Linked DNA regions of Mus musculus: region 2 is linked to region 1. The links are chromatin contacts, called in public HiChIP or PLAC-seq maps. All regions are on one chromosome and are shown on one strand. Each heading gives the region's core, a stretch centred on a gene start, on an enhancer-like site or on the middle of the called end of the contact. The rest is flanking DNA. Distances are from core to core; before and after follow the strand shown.

Region 1 (4,032 bases), core at 595-3,094:
AGGCAAGGTCTTACTAAATAACCCTGGCTAGGCTTAGAACTCACAGGGATCCACTTACCTCTGTCCTTCATCCTAGGATTGGATTAAGGCACATGTCATCACATCACATTTTTAATTAATAAAAATTTATTATTTTTTTCATTAACAGTGTGTGCATATAGATAAATGGATGGCATGAATGTGGGGGTCAGGTAGTAACTTCCTCCAGTAGCCTTCAGCCTGCATTATTTGGGTCCTGGGGTTCAAACTCATATTATCAGACATGGCAGCAGACACCTTCTCACTGGTCCAAGAATAGTGGGGGTGAGAAAGGATGACAGTTAGTCACAGGACCTCAGTGACCTTTGAGGTGTGCCCTCTGGCCCCATCAGAGATCACACTGCTACTGGACAAGGCTACTTCTGGAAAGGGACAGGTTCTCGCATCACAACCATCTCTTCTACAGTAGAAACTGTCCCATCAGCGTCAGTACCATGGCTCCTACCTTCTATAATTGGGCGAGTCAGCTGGGAATCAAGGGCATCTGGGTTATGGGAACCCCTTTATTTGATTGCTTCTGACCCATAGACCAGTCGTAGCTTGGGTCAAGGGGCACTCAGGAAAGGATCTGTCTTCCTTCTCCTTTGGGCAGACCCTCTGAGGCCATCTTGCTGATTTCTTTCTTTCTTTCTTTTGTGTGTGTGTGTGTGTGTGTGTGTGTGTGTGTGTGTGTGTGTGTGTGTGTGTGTGTGTGTTTTCCCAGACAGGGTTTCTCTGTGTAGCCCTGGCTGTCCTGGAACTCACTCTGTAGACCAGGCTGGCCTCGAACTCAGAAATCCGCCTGTCTCTGCCTCCCGAGTGCTGGGATTAAAGGCGTGCGCCACCACGCCCGGCTGCCTGGTGCCTTCAGGTTGCTTTTGTAGAGATTCAAGGAAGGCCAGCTACTGGCAAGGGAAGAATAGGTTTCCAGGATAGCAATGGAAGCAAAGGGGAGAACTCTGCTTAGGTTGACTTCAGCGGCCTTTAGTATGCATTCAATGCCTACCTCTGAGTCCTCCAGGCAGTGGTGGGATCTTTCCTTGTGCGGGCTTCGTGTCTGGGGATGGTCCAAGGTCACAACAGGCACCCCTTTTCTTCATCACTGATCAATATCCTATGTCTTCCCCCATTCTTACTGGTCAGTGAATCACTCCCTCTAATGGTCTTAGGCCATCCTGGACTGAGGGGCGGACCTGGTCTTCCTTGGTCTGCAGAGGACACCTGGCTGGTTGGATCTACAGTATCCAGGGCTAAAATTCCTTTGGCTTCAATTGCAGCCTGGGCCTTGCCTGGACATCTGTGTGGATACCTACTTGAGTTTCTTGGAGATCCGACGGGACAAGGCAGTGGGCATAAGAATTGAGCTCAGGATTAGCATGGGGGCACAGTGAGGCTCTCGCTGTTTGGGCTAGGCATAGGTATCTTCAGATTCTTATAGGGCGCCTGAAGCCGCCCGAGCGGACAGTGCCTCCACATTCTGAGCACCTAGAAGGAGAATCAGGACCGGCCTAACCTAAGGACACTCCTCTGCTCCCTGGCAGACCTTATTGGCTCAAGGGGAGCGATCTTTCCAGGGTTTCTCTGTCTTTCTGGGGTCCAGCGTGCCCACCTGCCCAGAAACCTCAGACCCAAACGCCTCAAGGATCGCAGCCTGTTGGGAATCTGGGCTCCACCCCAAGACAGCGCTCGGAGAGACCCGACCGGCCAGGCCTTCTGAGCCCGCCCAGTCCCACCCCGGTTGCCCCGCCCGTGCGCAAGCCGTAGCCCCGCCCCGCCGGACCCGCTCTGCGCGTGCGCAGTCCCGCCCCGCCCGCGCTGCGGGCGACTAGTGACGTCACCGGCCCCGAAGCGCCCTCCGGCGGCGGCGCGCTCCACCCCAGCAGGCGGTTCGTGAACAGCCCGAGGGGGCGGCGGGCCGCGGGAGCCCTCAGAGCCGCTTTCCCTGGCGCCCGCTCCGGGGCCGCGGCGGATGGGCGGCCGCGGGCCGCGGGGCGACAGGCGGGGAACGGGTGCGAGCCGGGACCGGGAGGGGCGGCCGCGCCAAGGGGCCGCGGGGCGGCCGGGCGGGGCGCGGGCCGGCGGTTTGGGAGGGCGCCCCGCGTCCGAGAGGCGAGCCGGGCCCTGACGCCGCGCGGGTTCCGCGTCGCCCCTGCCGCGCCATGGCGGAGACCAAAATCATCTACCACATGGACGAGGAGGAGACGCCGTACCTGGTCAAGCTGCCCGTAGCTCCCGAGCGCGTCACGCTGGCCGACTTCAAGAACGTGCTCAGCAACCGGCCGGTGCACGCCTACAAATTCTTCTTCAAGTCCATGGACCAGGACTTCGGGTCAGTGGGCCGCGCGGCCTGGGCAGGGGCGCTGGCCTCCTCCCGCGCCTGTGTGCACGAGCTGGCACCTGTCCGCGCCGGCTGGGCTTTCGGGTCTGGGGACGTCAGAGAGCGCCCCCGTCGCCGGCAACCCTGCTGCGCATCTACAGCAGGTGTAGGTAGAGTTTCTGCGCCCAGTGACCCTGAGTGTGGCAAGCTGGGGTTCCGAGCCACTGACTACCCTCTGGGTAGGCCAGACAGTTCTTTCTGACGGACAGGCGAGGGCCCAGGCTTTCTGACCACCATCCACTGGTGCTCCTGTGCCCAGCTGGTCCATGTTGGGTGCCGAAGGCCACTCTTAAAGCCAACTCCCTTCTCTCTGGTTAAGCACAGAGCCTGATGCGTTCCTCCTCTGTGGATGGAAACCCGGGGCTCAGGACTGCCCTGGTGGGTGTGCAGTTTATGCGGGGGGTGGGGGGTGGGATCACGGAGAAGGATTGGGGGTTTGTGGCTCCTAGCACCCAGTGGATCCTCCGCTTGAGATGGGGTAATGTGAAATAGGTGGCTCATAGGCACCCGCCTGTTTTCTGGAACTTAGAAAAGTTTTGAAGCCTGAAAACAGACTCTTCCAGGTCCCTCTAGAGTCCCTGTGGCAAGGCAGAGAGGTCAAGGGTCACTGGAAACCAAGAAGCTTCATTCCGTGTACCCTGCCCCCTTGGTTCCTGGCTCCTGTGCCTCTGACCTTTCTGAACCACACAACATTTGCATTCCTGGGAGGTGCTCGGTTCATCTCCTGACTTGAGTCAACTTCTAATGTAGTGTTTTTCCTAGCTGAATGGCTGTGGTGGTCTCAGGAGAAGGGACTTCCCTATTGGAGTTAAGCTGGGCCTCTGGACGCTGAGCCAGGGACTGGCAGTGCAACAGAGGCCTGACAGGGCATAGCCACAGAAACTTGAGTCCATGGCTTGGCAGTGATTGGGGGGTGGGGAGGCAGGGTAGCATGCTTAGGCCCTGTGGGTGGAGCAGGTGTGCTTGGTGCCCTTGTGTGTGGCTCCATCTCAGGGCTTTGACATTGAGGCGATTTCCTGGATTCCATGGTTGCAGGGTCCCTGGGCAGCCCATCGGTCAGGTCAAGCTTGGACTTCTTCCTGGCCCTGGGCGTCTAGGCAGGACTGAACCTGGTTTGGATGACTAAACTCTCTTGCCTACTCAGTCCTTGTGCCCCAACCACCAGGAAAAGGCAAAGGAGAGAGTGTCCCTCACAGCTTGAGGGCGGGTGCTCTCCATTTGCCAGGAGACTAGAGGGTCTTGCTCTAGAGGTCGGTCTTCCCTGATTCTCCTGACTGGGCCACCTCTGTGGTCTCTAATCTGAGGGACAGGGTATCTCTGGATCCAAATATTGGTACATTTTGGTTTTTTGTGACCCAAGTCACAAATGTTCTCACAAACTTGTTACACCCTAGCGTGTAAGTGGTAAGGAGCAGACCTGGGTTGCTTTCTGCTATACACTCTGGGTCTCTCCTGAGGGTACCTGTCCCTTTACTCTGATATTCATGTTGGGTAGATAGCATCAGCTCACATAGGTTTCTCACTGTCTGTGCCTGTGGCAGGTTTGGAGGACCTGCAGGTGTCCTAGCTAAGGAGATAGGATAGCAGATAGGGGTCTTGAAGCAGGAGTAGTTCCTTCGGGTGGGTTTGAAGTGGCT
Region 2 (3,637 bases), core at 560-3,059, 230 kb after region 1:
ACTGGTTTCCCATGCATGCACATGCATGTGCACACAACCACACAAAAACATACATTGGAACCCAGAGCCTAGGACTTATCAAACATGCACTCGAGCATTGACATCTACATTCTCAGCTCCTATAGATGACACATCAACACTAAAAAGCCCAGAACTGGAAGCCTTCCCTTCTATCTAGGGAGTCTTCACGATAATTCAGTAGTTTGACTAATAACCAGTAAGCTAAGAGGGCTTTGGCCCCATCCTTGGGAGCTGCAGTGAGGTGAGAGGGAGTCCTCTGGACAAGCCCCACCCTAGGCTGTGAAAGGGAAACTGATCCTAGGGTTAAGGTGACTTTAGAATCAATGGGTGATTGTTCCAAATTCCAGGTAGGTGTCTCTCACTCCTGCCAGCCATCCAGGCCCCTATCTAGTCTCTATTTACCCCACATGGCCACATACTATGAAGACCTTTGGGAGGGTTGCTGTGTATCCAAGAAGGACACAGCCCCTCCTGTCAGGGTTTTCAGAGAAACAGAGACTGTCAGGTTAAAAGACCTTCCTCTGAATTGCTGTGAGGTTTTCCACATTCTATAGTTCTTGGAAAACAAACTAGCATACCTAAGGCCAGTGGGCTATAGGAACAGAGACCACCCTTTCTGTGCTCCAGGGAGGGCTTCTCACATGCACGCTGCAGCACTTCCGTACAAGGCCCTCAACGGCTTCCTCCTGACCTACCTCCCTCTTTCCTTCCTATGCCTGTCTTAATTCCTCTGCGTCCTCAGGAATGAATAAAATTGCTAACATTCAGTGCCTGGATGTACAGAAAGCAATTTGGGGGAGGGGGAGAGCTTCCTGTAGGAATGGGGACTAGCCTGCCTGCCCATGTTAGAGAAAATGGAGCTGTTGAGATAAGAAAACCTTGGTAAATCCTCCAACTGGAACAGGTCATCAGCAGGTCATGAGGGCCCAAGATCTGTAGAGACCACAGGAAAACAAAGTCTTGTCGCCTAGATTTTTGTTTTTGTTTGTGTGGCTGTCCTATTCCTTTGCCCCAGGCCAGCAGGAGGCAGAAAGCCCATAAAAGAGAGTGCACCAGGAAGTGGCTCTTTAGAATCTATGCTGAGGCCGAGAGCTTTTAAGTAATATCACTTGGCTCAGACGTTAGAGCACATACGTGCTCTCAGTAAGGGAGGGTGTTTATGTTTGAGCACGCATGACTATGTATGCCTGTGTATATGTGTTTTGTGAATGTGAACAGGAGGAGCCCAGTGGCTAACGCACAGAACAAGAGGACTGGGGGTGCCCCCAGAAAAGGGAGCATGCCTTTCTTTTCCCTTGGGGACAGAGGAACACCCACCCCCACCCCCCATCACGGCTCCTCCTTCCTCCAGGCCAGGAGCTAGTTGGGGCGACTGCTACCCTTGATGACAGGAGTATAAACCTAAGGATGTGCCATGAAATAAGTGAAGTGGGGATAAAGCAGCTCTCCATTAAACCCCTTCCCGGAAACCTTTCCCTCTGTCTGAGGAGTCCCCACTATCTAGCTCAGCGGTCAAGCGAACCAACTAACGGGGAAGCTGGGAGGGCTGCAAGCCCCGGCCTCGGAAGCCACAGAAAAGGGAGGGAGCGGCCACTATCAAAGCACCGCCTCGTGTTCGGAAACTGCTCCTAGGGTTGGGGTGACTTGGACGCAACGGGTGCTTGCTTGCCTTCCAAATTCCAGGAGGGCAGCCCCTCCCTCCTGCTGGAGGTCCCTAGCTAGTGGGACCCTTCTCCACCAGGGCGGCGCGCTCTGAAGACCTGTGCACCCGGGAGGACGCTGGCCCCCGGCTAGGGCTTCCGCGGAGCCGAGGCCAGCCCAGGGCGGGCAGGGCGGTCCCAGGCGCGCACCTGGCGTTTCTGGTTTCCTCCTGTGACGATGGCTCCCAGCCAACTCGAACTCAGAAGGGACGGAAGGAGAGTACGCCGTCGAGCTCCCCACCCACTGTCCGCTGCCAACCAGGAGCTGGGCGGGGCTGGAGAAGCCGGCGCAGGTGCCCGCCGCTGAATTGGGGACACGAGCCCCCTATCCAACCCGGCCCTGCGCCCAGCTCTTAACTGATGCGCACAGGGCGGCGGCGGGGTCCCGGCCTGGGACTGTGCGTTTCTAGTCGGTCTCCTGGCCCAAGCAGGCTCTTCCCGCGCCAGGCAGCGGGAAAGGAAGGGGTCACCGGCCAGGAGACCGCAGGAGACCGCGCCTTTGTTTGCTTGACATCCCCACCTGTGCCCAATTAACGCGGACAAATGAGGGCGAACTGGATTGTGTGAGCGCAACCAAAAATAAGAATTGGCCCCAGGGAGTGGCTAGATCCTTCAGCCACACGGGCGCCTGGCCCAGCAGCTGCCCCTCTGCCTCACACCTTGGAGAATTTTAAGATTCAGTACTCCAGACCCTACTCTTCAGGCAGTTTTCTGTGTGTACCATCCGTTCCTGCCCCCTTCCAGGCCTAGGGCCTCTTCATCCCCCATGATGGATGTTTCCTTCCATTTTCCCCGTCCAAAGAGTGACAGGATGGACTAATTCATAGGGAACTTGGGGCGTAGAGAATAGAGAGATGAGGGAGATGCACACTACCCCGCCCCCCAGCTCTAGACGTTTAAAACCCTTTTCTCCCTCAACCAGAATATCCCTGACCCCCCCCCCCCCCAATTCTCTCTGACCTTGCACATCAGCTTTCTCCTAAAACCCATCAGTCCTAGTTTATCCTCCTGGTGTGAACTTTGAGGCTCTTCCCCAGGACAAGGTCATTGGACACCCACCTGCCCTACAAGAGCCTACATGATACTTATCTTCCACGTATTCTGAGTCCCCCCCCCCTTAGAGGGTTATTTATTTTATGTATATGAGTACACTGTAGCTGCCTTCAGACACACCGGAGGAGAGCATCAGATGCCACTACACATGATTGTGACATGTGGTTGCTGGGAATTGAACTCAGGACCTCTGGAAGAGCAGTCAGTGCTCTTAACCGCTGAGCCATCTCTCCAGTCCCTTGCCCACCTCTTAAAATCTGCTGTCTCACACCACAGGCATAGGCTTGAGCTACCCCTCTCACCCACTTGTCTAACAGGATGCTAAGAGACTGGCTCCCTTTTGTCTTTTTTTTTTTTTTTTTTTTAATAAATTCTTTTTTTTTTTTTTTTAAAGATTTATTTATTTATTTATTATATGTAAGTACATTGTAGCTGTCCTCAGACACACCAGAAGAGGGCGTCAGATCTCGTTACGGATGGTTGTGAGCCACCATGTGGTTGCTGGGATTTGAACTTCGGACCTTCGGAAGAGCAGTCGGGTGCTCTTACCCACTGAGCCATCTCACCAGCCCTCCCTTTTGTCTTAATAGTTCTCAGGAAGGGTAGGAATTGCTGTTCTCCAGCCTGTACGGGGCATTCATTATCAGGCAGTCAGAGTCCACATACACAGCCCAGGACCTACTCTCTGATGTGGGCTCAGACCCCTGCATGGAGGAAAACATTTCTAATTTTGAAATTAAAAACTAAGATCTGGGGATATGATAGAGTACTTGCCTAGCACTGGGTTCAATCCCTAGCAATTTTAACATAAAACAAAAAAAGAATAACAAAAAGATAGGATTTAAAAATGTAAAACTCAAATT

The links. HiChIP or PLAC-seq counts read pairs in DNA pulled down with a chosen protein or histone mark.
Region 2: a FOXA1 HiChIP or PLAC-seq map of pancreatic cancer cells shows a contact between it and region 1. The contact joins the enhancer-like site here to the promoter of Dvl1 in region 1. A contact is called at or near these places in 2 of 39 promoter capture datasets (both in liver), 1 of 484 Hi-C or Micro-C datasets (nephron progenitors), 6 of 115 datasets of contacts at active chromatin or transcription factors (the 230-238 cell line, bone marrow-derived macrophages, embryonic stem cells and 2 more) and 2 of 9 other capture datasets (embryonic stem cells and liver).

Annotation. Positions count from the first base shown.
Region 1 is chr4:155,845,558-155,849,589 of GRCm38.p6, forward strand. It overlaps Dvl1 (dishevelled segment polarity protein 1), which reads left to right and starts at 1,845. Exons shown (of 15, transcript NM_010091.5): 1 at 1,845-2,347. The coding sequence starts at 2,178.
Region 2 is chr4:156,075,987-156,079,623 of GRCm38.p6, forward strand. No RefSeq gene overlaps it. Among named protein-coding and RNA genes, the nearest start is that of Gm52714, 14 kb to the left of the region's middle. Within about 2 kb of position 1,810, at least 212 of the 459 cell types and tissues checked have an H3K27ac peak or open chromatin away from gene starts, as enhancers often do. A contact at or near this core is called in the 230-238 cell line, bone marrow-derived macrophages, liver and 3 more, where this site is marked.